Linked DNA regions of Macaca mulatta: region 1 is linked to region 2. The links are chromatin contacts, called in public Hi-C maps. All regions are on one chromosome and are shown on one strand. The core of a region is the stretch at or near the end of the contact, and the rest is flanking DNA. Distances in the headings are between cores, read along the strand shown.

Region 1 (4,404 bases), core at 139-2,638, 54 kb after region 2:
AGTAGGTAATAACGTCCTAGAAGTCCAGGTGGTAGTGAACTTCCTGATTTGTCTACCTCAGAAGGATATCAGGGAAAGTGAAAGGAGGGAGGAGGCCGGGGCGAAACAGGGGGAAGCCAGAGAGTGCAAACAAAACAGAACAGGCACCAAGGACAAGCAGGCAACCAGGAGAGAAGGAATGACGAGGGAACCTCACTAAGCAGCTACCCCTGTGCTGAGCTCAGGAGGCTGGCTTCAAGGAGAGGACTCAGGCTCCAGACTGGACCTCCAATTGCCTGGGTTTGACAGAACCAGGGAATTGGTCTTAGGAGCCCTCAAAGGAAAAAAGAGCCAAGTAAGAACTGGGGGACAGACAAATGGGGTGACAAGACGTGTGTGTACCTACGGTGGCTAGGCTTCTTCAAAAGCCTTTGTTCTCCACTGAGTCCACCCTGGGGCAGGGCTTAGTACTCAGACACACACCCAAGCAGCTCTACGTCAAAGCATTCCAGAAAAATGGGAATTTTACTGAAAGACTTCCTGGAAAGGGAAAGGAGAACTTATGCCACCTCTCCTTTCCCTCTAAAAATCTTCATACTATATTTCTTCCTCTCTTTTTCTCTTAGGTTTCCAGGTGTATTCCCTCTCAATCCCTCCCTGCCCCGGGAGCCTCAATTCTCCCAAGATATTTAGGTGTCTGCAAACTCTACTAAGTAAACAAACAAACAAACAAACAAAACCCTTGTTAGCCAGACAGTGGCCCCTCTAGGCAGGCTCCTTCAGACTCAGAGGATCCCACCACAGATGTCCGGAAGAAAGAGAAGCATGAGCTCCTTCTGTCTCCCAGTGGCAGAGCAGCATTTTTATCCCCCAGGCTTCCGGGAAAGGAACCTTAAATGCCCTCTGAAAGCAGGTCTCAACCTCTCCCAAGGGCTAGGCCTCTCTTTACAGCTCTTAGTTGACAAGGAAGAAGAGAATGGGCAGCCCAGAGTCCAAGATCCTGCTCCCAAGTGACTGTCCTCGCTGTTCTACACCCGGCTCCTAGAAGCCAGCTTGGGTACAGGATCAGTTTCCCGATTCCCCCTCCATCGGCCTCGATCGCTTCGTGCAATGTGCCCCCTCTCCTCATTAGCACCCACATTATCCTGGAATCCTGGACCCTGGGGCCCCATCTTCCTGGGGTCCCCCACGTCAGGACCTCAGGCACCCTCTGTGCAGCTCCCTCATCCTCAGACGCCGGTTCCCCCCACTTCTGGGCCCCCCTGACTTCCCAGGTCCAGCCCCACACCTAGTTCCCAACTCACCGGCCCGGCCGCAGCTGCCGCCGCCTCCCTGCGGAAACTCGCGGCTTCCCGGGAGCCGGAGGAGCAGTGACAGCAGCATCACTTCCGCCCGCGGCGCAGCCAATCAGCGCGGCGCCTGCGGCCCAGCGACCCCACGGGCCCCAGCAACCGGCGCCCGGGGTCCGGCTCCAGCGGGCGGCCTCCGCAGGCAGGGGCCGTGCGGGCGCTGGGGGCCGAACCCGCGGGCTCCGCCTCCCCGAGTCCTCGGGGCATCTTCCACATAGTCCCTCTTCAGAAGGTTCTCCTTCATGGCGTCCTCTGTAAAGGGCATTTCTGTTCCGACCTTTAAAATCCCCTAGTTGCTTTTCTCCCTCTGACCGCCATGGCCCCGACTGTCCCTGTAATCTTTCCAGAGGGGATCCTGCCCCGCCAGGTCGCCTTCCTTCTCGCAGTCGGCTCTCCCTTCTTCCCTGCGCCCCGGGAGTCCACCTGTATCTCAGGGGTCTCCTGCAGCATCCCCGTGCCCCGGCGGCGCCAGCTCTCGCCGCCAGAGGGCGCTGTCGGGGGCGGCGCGGCGCTACCGCGGCCTCTCCTCTCGCGGCCGGAGGCTCGCCCCCTCCGCTCGTGCCGCCGGAAGTGGGAGGTGCCGCGCGCGGGCCGGCGCTCGACCCCTCCCCCCGTGGCTCGGCCGCCCCCTCCCCCCGCTCCGCCCGCTCAGGTGCGTCCCGTCCCTCCCCCACTTTCTTCCCGGGGGCGCGGCGCGGGAGGTGTGTGAGGGGCGAGCGTGGGTGGGGGTTGCGGGGCGAGGGCCGGGGAGGGGGGCCGGGTGGGGGGCGTGGAGGGTGCTGTGAGAACCGAGGCGGGGGTCCCGGCCTAGAAGTGGGACGGGGGGGCTGGCAGTGGGGTGGGGGGGCCAAGGGAAAGGGGTGGAGGGGGGCTGGTCCGAGGCAGCGGCCAGCCTAGCAGCCCCCTGTGGAGGGTGGCCAAGGCCACCCAGCGCCGTTTCCCCCCATTGTCCTCTTCCCGTCTGTCCCCTGTTCTCGCCCGAGGACCCGTGGCTCCGGCGCCTCCGCTTCGCTGGTGGTCGCCCCGGGTTGCGGAGTTCTTTTTGGTACACTCGACCCTCCAGCCAGCTGTTCCGACCCGCGCCACGGGCTCTCTAGCCGCGGAGTTGCATGCATGACCCTTATCCTGGGGTTTCGTTCACCGGGCGCAGAGGACCCCCCAGCCCTGGGCTCCTTGGGGACGGGATGTTTGCACCTGAGGGAGCAGCAGTGGCGATTTGGGGCCCATTTTCTCCCAGGAGCTTTGTATAATGAGGGAAACAGAGGCACAGGGTCTGTGGGCTGTGACTGAGGTGTTGACACAGCCCCATCTGCCTGTCTACCCCGCGCGCTCTTCAGTGTTCCGGGGGCAATACCTGTGATGCTGTTAAAATAAAAGCAAGAATGCAAACTAACCCTACGTTCACCCCCACCTCCCAAGTATTTTGATTTTCTTTTCTCCTCATAAGGTCATAAGTTTGCTCTGCAGCATAGAAGATGACCTTTTGATTTTTAAAAAAGGCATCCGTCCCAGTTCCCTTACTTATGTTACCATGTTTTTCACCTTGTCATTTTCAAGCTAGAGAACCCAGGATTCTTTTTTGCACCACTAGTCACTCTGAAGAGTCTGTACTTTTCTCTGATAGTGGGTATCAGGCCTTTCCCATCTGTGGGGAGCACACTGACAGTAAAAGATGCACCCTGGATTGCCCAGTATTGCATTACTTGTTCGCTTACAGGCAAGTGCCTCCAAAAACTTCACTTAAATTAGTGGAGAATGCTTTGAATGTAACAGCCATAAAGTGATTTAAAAACATGAGATCTGATTGATACTAGTCCGAAAAGTACATCTTTTATTATAAATGATAGTAGACAAGGTAGGCTTGGGACCACTTGGAAGATCCTGGCAGACTAAGTTCTATTGTTTGAAATGACTACATTTCTGCCAAAAGTGAAAATTAAGATCTTTGCACAGACTCCGAGATATTTATGTAAATACAGTGACTCTTGAGGATTGTTGCCCGCTAGGACTTTGTATACAATGTCTCTTTTAATACTCTTAAGTATTTTCTCCCGGAGCCCAGGTTTTTGTATTTCTTTACTGCAACAGCTCTGTTGTGTGGACATTCTGAGGGGGGAGAGATACATTTGTTTTAAACTTTGGAAACTTGTAGCCTGTAATTTGTTTCTGAATGTACAGAGCATAATGGCAGCGTCTGAGGTTGCTGGTGTTGTGGCCAATGCCCCCAGTCCTCCGGAATCTTCTAGTTTATGTGCTTCCAAATCAGACGAAGGTCTCCCAGATGGTCTAAGGTAATGTGTGGACTCCTGACTGGGAAGATTCATTTGGGTAAAGGGTTTCTGAGATGGTATTGTGTAGCTGGTCTTTCTTTTTGGCTCTGATGGCACTGCACTAGGTTTTTAAAGGTAGAGGACTGTCTGATCTATCTTTGTATTTCTGGTATCCAACACAGCATCTGATACTCAGCAGGCATGCTAAATGTTTGGAGAATAAATAGAATACATGGGTTCAAACTCATTAAAAAATGCAAATATTTTCCAGCCCTTTCCTATGTGGACTGTATGTTCGTTTAACCATATGTTTATATGTTATATATGAGAAATGTTACATTGGTATGTGTACATGGATTCTAAATACATATACCCACAGACACGCAATTACCCAAACTTGCATCTCATAGTAGCTAATGTAATACATTGTTATGTACAATGTTGAACTAAATTAACTATATAGTTATCCCACAGTATATGTTGGAGATTGGTTCCAGGACCCCTACTGAGGATACCAAAATCTATAGATGCTCAAGTCCCTTACATAAAATGGTGTAGTATTTATCTGGGACAGGCATATGCCCACCCCACTTAAAGCAATTAAAAAGATAATAAATAAATAAATAAAATGGTGTAGTATTTGTGTATAACCTATGCATGTCCTCCCATATACTTTAATCTCTAGGTTATTTACACCAACTAATACAATGTAAATGTTATGTAAATAGTTGTGTTTTTAAGGAATAATGACAAGGAAAAAAATTTGTGCATGTTCAGTACAGATGCAACCATCCAATTTTTTTCTG
Region 2 (3,891 bases), core at 1,161-3,660:
AACTAATTCCCCCACTCACCATTTGCCCAGCATAACTACAACAGTACCTGGCACATAGTGGATGCTTATTAAATATTTATTGCAGGAATGAGTAAATATAACTAACTTGGTCATAAGGTAAAATAGTCTTCATTGGAACAAGGCTCCAGATAGTTGGGCAGGGCTGGCAGCTGAGACTGCTGCAATCCTGCCAGCTGAGAGAACTCTGACAAGGCACTGATCTGGGTGGCTTTATTAGGATGTCTGACAGCTTCAGAGATGGCCACATTTCTTTTCCTTTAAACATGTCTAATTTGGCCGGGCACGGTGGCTCACCCCTGTAATCCCAGCACTTTGGGAAGCCGAGGGGGGTAGATCACCTGAGGTCAGGAGTTTGAGATCAGCCTGACCAATATGGTGAAACCCCGTCTTTACTAAAAATGCAAAAAATTAGCAGGGTGTGATGGTGGGTGCCTGTAGTCCCAGCTACGTGGGAGGCTGAGGCAGGAGAATCGCTTGAACTCAGGAGGCGGAGGTTGCAGTGAGCTGAGATCACACCACTGTACTCCAGCCTGGGCGACAGAGTGAGACTCCATCTCAAAAAAAAAAAAAAGTCTAATTTGTCTTACAAATGCAATATATGTGTCCGGGCACGGTGACTCATGCCTGCAATCCCACCACTTTTGGGAGACCGAGGTGGGTGGATCACCTGAGGTCAGGAGTTTGAGAGCAGCCTGGCCAATATGGTGAAACCCTATCTCTACCAAAACCAGAAATTAGCTGGGTGTGGTGGCACATGCGTGTAATCCGAGCCACTCGGGAGACTGAGGCAGGAGAATTGCCTGAACCCAGGAGGCAGAGGTTGCAAGGAGCTGAGATTGTGCCACTGCACTCCAACCTGGGTGACAGAGCGAGACCCTGTCCCCCACCCGCAAAAAAAAGCAATATATGTACATTGTAGAACACTTGTAAATTTTTTTAAATATAAAAAATTTAAGAACCACTCACAATCCATTAGTTTTTATTTTTTGGTACTATTCTATATTTTTAGAGTTAAAGGAAAATGATATACAATATGTTATTTTTTAAATTGTAGTTCAAAGGTAACTTGCTAAATTTTATTTTTAAATTTTGCCCTGCTTTCTGGAGACATTGATAAATTTTTAGTACAATTTTTTTTTTCTATTTTTCTATGCATGTCTATATGTATTTGGAACATATACTCTTTTATTTATTTTTGAGACGGAGTCTCTCTGTCGCAGCCAAGGCTGGAGTGCAGTGGCACAATCTCAGCTCACTGCAACCTCTGCCTCCTAGAGTTAAGTGATTCTCCTGCCTCAGCCGCCCCAGTAGCTGGGATTACAGGCACGCGCCACCACGCCCCGCTAATTTTGTATTTTTATAGTAGAGATAGGGGTCACCATGTTGACCATGGCTGGTCTTGAACTCCTGACCTCAAGTGATCTACTCGTCTTGGCCTCCCAAAGTGTTGGGATTACACGCATGAGCCACGGCACCTGGCCCTATATACTATTTAGTGTCATATCTGAATTCTCTGCTTACATGTCCTTTGAAGTCTTAAGCATCATTTTTGATGCCTTCATGATAGTGCATTTAACCAATCCCTCGTTATGGATTCCAAGTTGTTTCCTTTTTGCTTTATATTATAAATATCACAGTGATAAGCGTAGCTGCCCACGTATTTTTATCTGTGCTTCCTATTTCCTTAGGATAGAGTCCAGAAGTGGAATTACTGGATCAAAGGGTATAAAGCTCTCTAAGTTTCTTGAAACAGTGCCAAAATATTTTGTAGAAAAGTTTTCACCATTTTACACTGAAGGTCAGTATCTTTCAATGAGCTTTGTAACTGCCCCTGAGAGAAGAGGGGAAACAGCCCCAGCCCAGCAAGCTTGGGAAGCTCGGAAGGCCGTCCCTGCAGCTGTGTGGCCCCTCCAGAGGGAGGTGGGAGAGGCATGGGGATTCCTCTTGCAGTGCTGCCTCCGTTTCCCCTCCGCCGGTAGGGCTACCGTCCTGTTTCCTAATCCTTTGAGTTCATTTTTTAAGATCCCTGGAGAAACAATGGCCCAGGGATGGACGATGTTAGTTGTAAAGGTGGTGCGGCGCGGGGAGGGGGGAATCCTTATGTTTGAGCAAAGGTAGGAGTTGTTCAACAAGAACCCAACACTTGGAGATCCTTAACAGAAACATCTGCCTATTCCAACATGAGTTTCAGAGATGGTGAGAATAACGGGAGAGAGCTGGGTAGGAGTTGTAGAAGGCATTGCAGGCTTTCCCCTCCAGCTAGACAGCTGCAGCCCCTTTAAGGACAAATGCGGGACCTGGTCCTTTAAATCTGTGTCAGTTTCCCCTGACGTCAGCGGGCGGGCCAGCAGCCCTGCTGTTTATCGCCCAGCGGCGCAGCTCACTTTCCAGTGTTTGTGCGTCGGGGCGGCGCGTCCGCCCGCCCTTAAAGGGCCCTCACCTCGGAAAACTCGCAGCCCAGCACGGCGTCGGGTCGCTACCACCTATCGCGCCCCTCACCCCGCGACTCGCCTCCCTCAGCGGCCAGCCCCCGCCGCCTGCTCTTCCTCCCTCCCTTTTCCCGGCGTCTCCGGGCTCCCGGCAACCAGCCGTCCTCCTCCTCACGGCCCTGGCCCGGGGCTCCAAGGTCTCAGGCCGTACTCAGCCCCCTCGCGAGCTGGGACCCCTGCCCATAGCCCGCATCCCCTCCCTCCCCGCCCCCTCCCGGCCGCCCCCTCCCCTGCGGGGACCCTGGGAGCCTCTCCGCGGCTCTTGGGAGGGGACATTTCCTAATCTCAGGCCAGGGTTAAAGTTCTGGTCCTGGTGAGATGCTGGAAGCTGCGGCCGCAGCCGCAACCCGTCCCGGAGGTGTCCTGTCGCCTGTCGCCTTCGCCGCCGCCACCACCGCTGCCACTGCCGCCCTGCCGGGGCCATGTTCGCTCTGGGCTTGCCCTTCTTGGTGTTCTTGGTGGCCTCGGTCGAGAGCTATCTGGGGGTTCTGGGGCCCAAGAACGTCTCGCAGAAAGACGCCGAGTTTGAGCGCACCTACGTGGACGAGGTCAACAGCGAGCTGGTCAACATCTACACCTTCAACCATACTGTGACCCGCAACCGGGTGAGGGCTGGGGGCTGGGAGGTCAGAGGCGAGTGGGGGAGCCGACGAGGGCTAGGAGATTGTGTCACCCCGCTACTCTTTTGGGAGGCCCCATGAACGAGCCGCCCTGCTGGGTTCCCAGTTCCCAGAACCACACTGGAGCCTCTTGACCAGTCCTCCTTCCTTTGCCACCAGTGTTTCTCTGAAGCTCCAGCTGGGCAGTTTTTGAAGTTGGCTCATTCCCATCTTCTCTTCCACCCCCATTCTTCCATCAGTTGTGGTCTGAGCACACATGGTTTGCTCTCTACCCTAAACCCCAGAATCTGACAGCTCTGTGGGGTCTGGGTGGGAGAGGAAACAGGCTTATTACTGGGCTTACCCAGAAAACCTCAAGGGAATGAGACACCCAGAACTGAAAAGCTCTGTGCAGGCAAATTACATCTGAAACTCCCCAGGGAGATGAATGCAGGGCTTCCCAGCCCTCTTCCTGCCTGGGAGAGCCAGCTGGCCTTGTAAATTGAGGGTGACAGAGCTTTTATAAGGCCAACTGTAAGTTGGGTGGGAAGAGAAGGGGAATTTGTCCACTGTGAAAAATCCACTTCACCCTGACTTCTCTTTGGTTTCTTCTCTAGCTGTGAGTCCCTGAGTTGAAATAGACACAGCTAGTGTGGGAAGTCTAGACCCCAGCTGAGATTGGGAGAATTCTTGCAACCTGGCTGTGTGGTCTTGTGCCCGGGTCTCTTGCTCTCTTGAGAATGGGGAAACTGATTTTTTTTTCAGAACAGGGAGTGGTTTGA

Evidence for each region. Hi-C and Micro-C count contacts between places; a contact is called where the count stands out from the background.
Region 1: a Hi-C map of blood shows a contact between it and region 2, with 2.5 times the contacts expected there. The contact joins the promoter of RNF214 here to the promoter of SIDT2 in region 2. A contact is called at or near these places in 3 of 14 Hi-C or Micro-C datasets (blood, cortical neurons and liver).

What each region holds. Positions count from the first base shown.
Region 1 is chr14:117,908,343-117,912,746 of T2T-MMU8v2.0, forward strand. RNF214 (ring finger protein 214) reads left to right here and starts at 1,389. Exons shown (of 15, transcript XM_015115777.3): 1 at 1,389-1,980; 2 at 3,507-3,619. The coding sequence starts at 1,645. It overlaps PCSK7 (proprotein convertase subtilisin/kexin type 7), which reads right to left and starts at 1,357. Exons shown (of 15, transcript XR_013404314.1): 1 at 1,284-1,357.
Region 2 is chr14:117,852,849-117,856,739 of T2T-MMU8v2.0, forward strand. SIDT2 (SID1 transmembrane family member 2) reads left to right here and starts at 2,411. Exons shown (of 26, transcript XM_028834017.2): 1 at 2,411-3,115. The coding sequence starts at 2,933.